Linked DNA regions of Mus musculus: region 2 is linked to region 1. The links are chromatin contacts, called in public HiChIP or PLAC-seq maps. All regions are on one chromosome and are shown on one strand. The core of a region is the stretch at or near the end of the contact, and the rest is flanking DNA. Distances in the headings are between cores, read along the strand shown. Region 1 overlaps Bbs9 (Bardet-Biedl syndrome 9 (human)). Region 2 overlaps Gm36743 (a long non-coding RNA gene).

Region 1 (4,546 bases), core at 344-2,843:
CTACCCAGCTGTAAAGTCTGTGACCCACAGCAAGAAGCTGAATGGCAAATGTCCCAGAAAGCACAATAATGGCACTTATACCTGGGGGACCAACAACCACCTCATTAAAGTTAAGGCTCATCCAGTAGGAGAGAGTTCATGCCTAGGACTGTAAACCCACGGCTGGTGAGGACACTGACCCAAGAGAAAAACCTACAGTAACCAGTTTCATAAACCATTATATAAATTGACTGTATTCTAAATAACTATAGATAAGTGTAACTCTCACCCTTTGTTGCAGACAGAAACCATCACATAACTCTACAACTGGTCAAAATGCAGAGAACTGACTATGGGTGTCCAACCTCAGTTAATAAGTCAATAATAGAATCCCTACAGTTAAGGGCCAGGAACATTGTAGAAGATGGGTCAGAAAGATAGTAAGAGCCAGAGAACCAAGATATCTGCTGGGCAAAAGTATTTACTGTATATGACAGGGAAGCTGCACCCATGAAATCTCAACTCTATGGCTGTGTGACTAGGACCCGAGAAATGGCAAGGCCAACGGTAATGCCAGTGTGGAGGGAAGAAATTTCATAAGATACCACTCCTTGATGAAGAGCTATCAGGAACTAAAGTTACTGCAAGAGGGAGAAACAGTCTTCTCTAGAGATGAACTCCCTGATAGGTTATAGGTTATCCCAGTTCCAAATAGTTAGTCATGAACTCATGTAAACGTGAGCAACACTAAATGAACTCAGCAGGTGCTGCTTATAAAGTGTGTGAGTGTGTGTGTGTGTGTGTGTGTATAACAATTATAATCAAAGATAAGAAGCCATGAATTTGAGGAGTATGAGGGCAGTGTAAAAAAAGATAGAAAAAGGACAAGAAATGTGGAAATTATGGAAATAGAGCACTCTTTATGACATTCTCAATAAATAAAAGAAAATAAATGATGCTTGAAAATTAACAATTATCATATATACATCAAAAATCTAATTTTAAAATGTACTATGGCAACATATATGTGCTATAATACTTAAAATTTTTATTTAAACTATAGATATAACATAAACTTTCTCCACATTTTTTACAAGACTAGAAGCTGAGCATATTAATAAGGTGATAAAATTCCATGTAATTTTATTTTCCTCCTCATATGATTCCAAATTTTGTGCATGCCAAATTTTTCAAGTTATGTGCATTGGCTATTCATAAAGTATGAAATTACTTAAAGGATAATGCTTATATCAGCCCCATATCAACTGATTTAATTCCAGTTGGCATCAACAAAATTAAAAGATCTGCTCTATAAGAAATCTTTTCTATAAATGTGAAAGGCATGCAAACAGCACAAGCTGAAACGGAGAGTTCTCGACATAATTGTATCTCTTCAGACTGAACACTAAGGCTGATAGCACTAATGGGCCGAAGCTAGAGCGGCATGAATAATACATCACTGTGCCAATCAATGGAACCGCATTACACGCTGATGGAAAACAAATGCCCAGAGTAAAAACACAGGCATTCAAATGCAGCTATCACCTACTCCCCACAACATCAGGGTGTGGGAGGGCTGGGACAAGTCTGCCAACAGGATCCCAAGATATGCCAAGGGAAAGGCACTAGACGGTGATCAGGTGACGGGAACTTTCTGATGACTACACATGCATTTCCATGTAACTACTGTGTCCTCTTCTACAAAATCCGTGAGGCTAGAAAATTCAACTGTTTAATTAACATATGCAATTTGTACAAAATTAAATGAATTATGCTGGAGAAAAATAAACAAGCAAACTCGGCAGAGTTATCTCTACCTCTCAGTCAAGGGTCTGCTAACGAGGCAGTGGAGGAACTGATTCTGTTTCTAGACTCTGGGTGGAGCGGCTAGGTGATTGACGAAACGTGCCTCAAGGAACATGCACGTCTCCTTACTCATGCACAGCTGTTACAGATCAGAGCCTTGGGAGAGAATGAGGGAGAAAGAGACCAGCATATAAAAGGCTGTTTGACTCTAAAATCCTGCAAGGGAAACTCTTAGCGCAAATGTTCTACAAATGATACCGCACAGGAGTATTTTAGAACCAAGAAAAGCATGCTATCAGGAGACCTGGCTTGGGGATGTTCATGACAGCTCCCTCACAGACCTAGTTATAAGTGATGCCATTTTCAGTTCAGATCATCTTCCATGGTATAGTGAACTAGATTAATCTGATCTTCTCTATTAAATTATTTCTGGGACAACACTAAAGCAAGGAGATAAAACACTATACTCATGGCTTAACACTTGAGTTTAGCAGTCAAAAAATGAACACCTGGAGTGAATGGCACTGGCTGGTCTTCTAAGGAAGCTTTTAGGCTTATTCACAAAAGGTATATGTAATCACATTGCACAGCAATCACACTGCCAAAGGGTAATTTCTGAAGTAACTTAAGAAAAATAATATAACCTAAATGTTTAACGGACTAGAGTGCATTCCCATGGCTCTTTCCTCTTGGTGATCATTTTGAGATCAAAACTATGATGGACTGCCCCGTTAAGTGCTGCTCCAATTTGCTCTTCTTCATTAGTGCTAAGTCCCTTCAAATCTTAAGAAAAGACATCTAGTGATAAAGCAGAGCTAAGTCCATTGTATACCAGAGTCATTCCTACTAAACACATGGTGCTTATCTTAGTCTATTCAGCTCTGAGGATACCATGCCCTCCACACCAGGAAGACCTACAATGCACCAGTTTTGTTTTGGTTCCTGTTGTTGTTTGGTTGGTTTCATTTTTTACCTTGATGTCATGCAGAGGAGTTCTCTCCCAATTAGCCACAGGTTCATGGTGGCTCAGAGCTTCCTCAGACAGGTCTCCTATGTACAAGCTGGGCTCAGAAAATGAAACTCACAAACAGAGAAATGCAATGTCAAGAGAGGAGTACAATCCTTTTGGCATTTTAGCTCCTTGGCATAATTGTCATTTTCCTGATGGATTTACCTACATGAAATTTAAAGTCCATGTGTTCTCATCAGCTTGCACATTAAGCAAAATTTAAGAAAAGTGTAAGTTTTTAAATCTTTCTTCATAAAAAGTGAACTTAATCAAGTGCCACCACAAAATTACTAGGTCAACAGGAAATCAAAATTGAAATTACATGCCATGAACAGCACTGTGTACCTATAATCCCAATACTCTGGAGTCTGAGGTAGGCAGATCTCAATATCAAAGCCAGCCTGGTCTACAGATAAAGATTCTGCCTCAGTGTGTTGTGAGTGAGTGTGTGTGTCTGTGTGTGTGTGTTTAGGCTAGAGAGGTCAGTGTATAATATCTGCTTCACTCATTCTACCCTATTCCTTGAGGCAGGGTCTCTCACTGGCCTGGTATTCATCCACTCAGCCATACTAGCTAGCTAGCAAGCCCCAGAAAGCCTCCTGTTTCCACTTCTCAGTTGTATAATGAATCCAGCTTTCTAAAATAAATAAATAAATAAATAAATAAATAAATGGTTTATTTTAGATTATGTATATGCTTGTTTGCCTATGATGGGATATTTTTTGCATAAATACATGTGCCCACAGCTGTGGGAAATATTAAAAAATGGCTGATAAGCTTCCTGTACCAGCAATTCTCTGCTCCATGGGGCCTGGCCGGCCATGCACTGGCAGGTTATGGCTGACCTGTTTTTATCTTGTGGAGACTCTGATTCAGAACTCCTCAATCTCTCCACCCGGCTTGCTAGGTTCCCACTGGTGGGTCACTACCACACTAGCCCCATGTTTCAATACCCCCACAGCCTTTGTGATGCACATCAAGCAAAACCACGCTTTGCCACCATACCTTTCTCTCTGGAACCCAGCTGAGTCACCATGAGAAGAAAAGCACCACACAAACTTAGTTCAGAAACAATGGTAACTCAAGCTCAGGGCGCAACAGATTGAATCCTACTCTTGTAAACCATATGTCATCTTGTAAGCGGATTTGCCATAAGCCAGAGACACTCGTAGCTACATCTTTTCCTCACACTATCCCTGTCCAAAAGGACCTAACTCTCTCCTGCTTCCTCTCTTCATCCATCCAACGTGGAAGTCCCTCCAACTGGCCCAGTGACTGGCTCCTTTATTCATTAGGAGACTGGTTCACAAGAAGTCACTACTTGAGCATGTGACTTATTCCTTGTCTGCAGCCCCTCCCAGGAGAGCAGAATTAGCATCAAAGTACAAACAGTACCAGGCCCATCCACAACACTCAAGAGACTAAAAGAGGGTGTCAGATCCCCTACAGCTAGTTACAGGCAGTTGAAAGCCATCCATCCTGAGTACTGAGAGCCCAACTCAGGTCCTCTATAAGAACAGCACAGACTCACCTGATGACTCATATCCCTCCAGCCTCTGCCCAGCTTCTTACCTGCTGCAGATCTGAACCTCACACCTGTGTAACAGGTGCCTGACTAAGTGAGCCATCTACCCAGCTCCCACGTTTATAAAGTATAGACTATTCATGAAAAAAATCATTTAAAAAAACAGCATGGCCATGTGTTGATCAACTATCTAATTACCATCTATGAACTGTATTATCACTTTTAAA
Region 2 (4,100 bases), core at 1,420-3,919, 280 kb before region 1:
AGTCTGTGAGGTCATTTCCTGGAAGGACTAAGTGAAGGCAGAAGACCCTCCCCCCAGTGGGAGGGCCTTCTAGCATCAGCCCAGATATGAGGTTTGAGGAAAGAGGGCGGTGCTTTTACCTGCCCGCACTCACTCCCCATTGGTCAGGGTGCTTTTACCTGCCCGCACTCACTCCCCATTGGTCAGTGCATCCACTCTGTTACTGTCTCTGCTGCTGACATTCTCTGTCGACATTGGAACCTAGCTCCTTTGGCCTTCCAATATGACTACAGACCAGTGACTCTGCAGGAATCCACTAGGCCTTCAGTGCTATACCAGGACTGCTGAGGCACCTCGTGGTATGACTAAGCAGCGTCTGGGTTCTCAGCCTTTCCAGTGTGCTGATAGCCATTGTAGGATTCCCCAGCCCATCTGATATAAATCAGGTAAATCCCTTTTTATATGAATATATATTTATTCAGTTGGCTCTGCTCCTCTAGAGCATTCTAATACACATGCCTAGGACATTATGTTTTCTATTTTAAAATTTTACGATTAACACTTATTTAAGAGATAACTCTTTTGCAATCTTTGTGTTTGACTATCAATAGTTAAAATTGTATATTATATTTGTAAATTTTAGATATTTTGCTTGAGTTGATTTTTTTTCTAAGCTATGGATTTATATTTTTAATATAGTGATGTGTTAGAATTCCCCTTGAAACATTTTGGGCCTGGTATTTCTGTGGTGGATCACTCTTTGACAACTTCCCATCTCCTGTGGAATATATTGGTTTGGATTCTCTTTCTTTTCTGGGTCAGTTTTGGAAGTATACATTCCTGGGAAGTTGTCTCCTGCATCTAATGATGCCTCAGATAATAAAAAAGCAAAACATTTCTTCCCTCCATATGACATAGAAATGTGTGTCATTTCACAATTTTACAGATAAAGAGGAATATTCTATTATACAGCCAGGATGGAAAGGGAAAGCCCTTTTAACTGCAGTACAACATCTGAAGGCATGCTGATAAACCCAACAGTTCTCACCTGAAAAACCATAATAGCAAAACGCTTTAGGTAGGAGAAGACATACCATAGACAAAGTCAAAGGTTTGATAATAAATTTTTGGGAACAGCAAATTGTTTAATAAATCAAAAGTAATATTTTTGCGTAGGTTTATGGCGGTGTGCGTGTGCATGGGAATCAAACCCAAGATCCTATAGAGCTAGGAAAATGCTTCCCACTAAATTACAACCACCCCCCTGTTTTGGTTTTTTGTTTGTTTGTTTGTTTGTTTGGAGACTGGACCTTCTCATGTGGCTCCGACTGGCCTCAAACTGTTGATCTTTTTGCCTCTGCCGCCGGAGAGCTGTGGTTTCAGACATGCACGCACGCATGCATGCACCTGTAGGAGATCCTCTGAAAGCACTTGTAAACACATTAAGAAACTCAGTCTTGTAGAACTCAGTCTTGTAAAAATGAAGCAAGATCATTGGTGGCCATATAATTCAGCAAAAGATGACATTAAGCATAGAACTTCTAGAAGATACTCCCACACACATGACACATGAAGAAGAAAAAATAAATCCCAGCAAGACCATTTTTATGTAAACCCTTGAGGTTGGCTGAAAACTTGTTTCAGGACTCCACTGAAGCCGTGCATTCCGTCAGCGTTCTGTGCCTAGTGCCGTACAGGCACAACGTGAATAAATGATATTTTGTAGTGTTTAATGGTGGCCAGAGAAACCACCAAGGGCCTGTAAGGGTCCTGTAAGTACAACACCAACCACCAAGGGCCTAACTATACACCACACATACCTGGTTGAACTCCCAGATACTGAGGTGGGAAATACAGAGGGTGAGCTGTACAGGCAGAAATTGTCAATATTGGATCACATGTGGCAGGTAGAACTCATGTGTGTATGGGCTCACATGTATCCAAGGAGGGAAATCTGAGCCCATCCATCACACAGGAAAAGGCTTTGTCTCTGACATTCCACCTGCAGAAACATAAGCCACAGTTCTGGCCAGCAGGGAGCGACAGCCAAGTGCAGCTTTCTGACACCAGCTCTGCTTACAGGGAGCTCCATAAACTCTCCCTGGATGGGGACAGTTTTCACACAATGGAGGACAGGAGCCACTACATGCTCTCGAGAAAAATCCCGCCTGTTGATGTTGGCTGGGGTGTCCCCACAGCTGTTTCTCTTTCCTGGGTTTGACATCGAGGGATCCCATGGTTCACACTGCTCAGCAGTCCCCAGTCATCTGATCTCAGCCACACAACACCCGGAGTCTTCAAACAATGAGAAACCACAGATGAGAATGCTCCTCCCACCCTAATGACTTTAAGATGTGACACAAAGTTGCCCTCTCCTCTGCCTTTTGATTCAAACCACTCTATTAATTCTGTTACCTCGAAGTGATTGCCTTCGCTTTAACATTTTTGTTGACATGCCCTTCACTTCAAATCTATGCCACATTTCTAGAGAAAGCATTTGTGCAAAAGTGACCCTCCCCTCTTCCTTAGGATGCACCACCCACCTGCAAATACAATCTGAATTCTTGCTGGCAATAGGAATGGAGCCACAAACTTCTTTTTTATCAAAACTGGTCATGATCCTAATAGAACATACTCCGTGTCTACCTCCATCCCCAGTCCTCAATCAGTGCAGCCCTTCCTTTGCTCTGGGAATAAAAGACGGCATCGAAAGGGTTAACTCCCCCAGCAAAGCATTTTGCTGACCCAGTGTGAGATGGATTGGACCAAATTCAATTTAGCTGCAGTCAACAGGAAAGTAGGAAGGAAAATAGGATTTAACAAACAAAGCATTTTTTAAAAGAGAGGTGGAGGGGGAGTCCACAGCAGGAAATAATTATTTGGGCAATTGTTCACTTTGTTAAAGGACTGGCCGGGATGAATATCCACCAGGACTCTCTGCTGTGCTCGTGGTTTCTCTGAAACACCCTGTCTGCTCCAATTAGTTACAAAAGTGGTCTGCTGGGCTGGAGGAACGAGTGATTGTGTTGTGTGTCAGGGGTTGGGGGAGCAGAGGCATATGTCACTGAAGCAGAGTCTGGCACCAGCTCGCTCTGGCAAAACCTCCAGTGGTCCTCCAGGGTGGAACCAATGGCAAAGGAAGCCTGCACACCAACAGAAGTGGTTTACAAAAATAATTCGGTGACCATCCCATCCCGTCTGCCTCCGATTAAGCACGTTAAACCGTTCAGCCCAAGTTAGCATTTCTTACATATAGATATACATAAATAAACAAAGCCACATATTTTATCAAATATTTGCATTTGAAAAAGCCCTCCTTACCTCTCTCCCCAGCCCAGAGGCTCTCTCATCTCTCCCCACCCCCATTTCCCTGCCCTTAGAACATTTACACTTAAAGCATGAAAACTTCCAAAAGGAGCTCAGAAGAGAAGCAAGAGCTCCCCTTTGGAAAGGTGAGGGAAAATAATAATTTCAGAATAAAAAATCTTTCAATCTTTAAAGGGAGTTTATAGCCTTGCCCCAGGAAAGTCAGCCAAAGGCTTAATTGGTGTGAGAACGGGAGGGTCCTGGGGAGCCAGGCTTAGCAGTTCACACTGCTCCAACTCTGGGTGCTGAAGACAAACCAGCAACCTCTTCAAAGACAACCATCTACTAGCATAGAAAAAATCCACTAAACACATTTCAGTCACCTAAATTGGAAAGTAATGTGACAAGACACGGATAAATAGCAAATAAAGAATGTACAGAATTCTTTTCTAAAATATTTTTTTGTCCCATCCACTTATACAATGTATATTGATCATATCCATCCAATCGATAATACGTGCAGAATTCTGGCTAATCCAAACATCACCTTGAAAGTTTACTTTTCTATTTTTAATATATTTTATGACTTTGCTACTTTGCTATATTACTAATTTACTAATATACTTTATTAGTAACCTTTCTGCACAGAGTGACAACTAAAGCACAGGCTAGTGAGGTAAACTCCTCAAGGCCACTAGCTAGGATGGACAGGAAGCCTGGGTTGGGGTCTGGACACATGACTTCAGATCCTACTGTCTCCTGCTCCTCTGTACACAGAAAAAGCAAAAGGATCAGGGTCCTGGGGCCGTTTCTCA

Evidence for each region. HiChIP or PLAC-seq counts read pairs in DNA pulled down with a chosen protein or histone mark.
Region 2: a contact with region 1 is called in an H3K4me3 HiChIP or PLAC-seq map of embryonic basal ganglia, with 2.9 times the contacts expected there. The contact joins two enhancer-like sites. A contact is called at or near these places in 1 of 484 Hi-C or Micro-C datasets (nephron progenitors), 4 of 115 datasets of contacts at active chromatin or transcription factors (embryonic basal ganglia and embryonic stem cells) and 1 of 9 other capture datasets (embryonic stem cells).

Annotation. Positions count from the first base shown.
Region 1 is chr9:22,732,503-22,737,048 of GRCm38.p6, reverse strand. All of the region lies in intron 19 of Bbs9 (Bardet-Biedl syndrome 9 (human)), which reads right to left. Among named protein-coding and RNA genes, the nearest start is that of Gm39309, 70 kb to the left of the region's middle. Within about 2 kb of position 1,593, at least 13 of the 459 cell types and tissues checked have an H3K27ac peak or open chromatin away from gene starts, as enhancers often do. A contact at or near this core is called in embryonic basal ganglia, where this site is marked.
Region 2 is chr9:23,010,365-23,014,464 of GRCm38.p6, reverse strand. The region is part of intron 1 of Gm36743 (a long non-coding RNA gene); the gene reads right to left. Among named protein-coding and RNA genes, the nearest start is that of Gm36743, 16 kb to the right of the region's middle. RefSeq lists an enhancer at 1,710-3,587. Within about 2 kb of position 2,669, at least 34 of the 459 cell types and tissues checked have an H3K27ac peak or open chromatin away from gene starts, as enhancers often do. A contact at or near this core is called in embryonic basal ganglia, where this site is marked.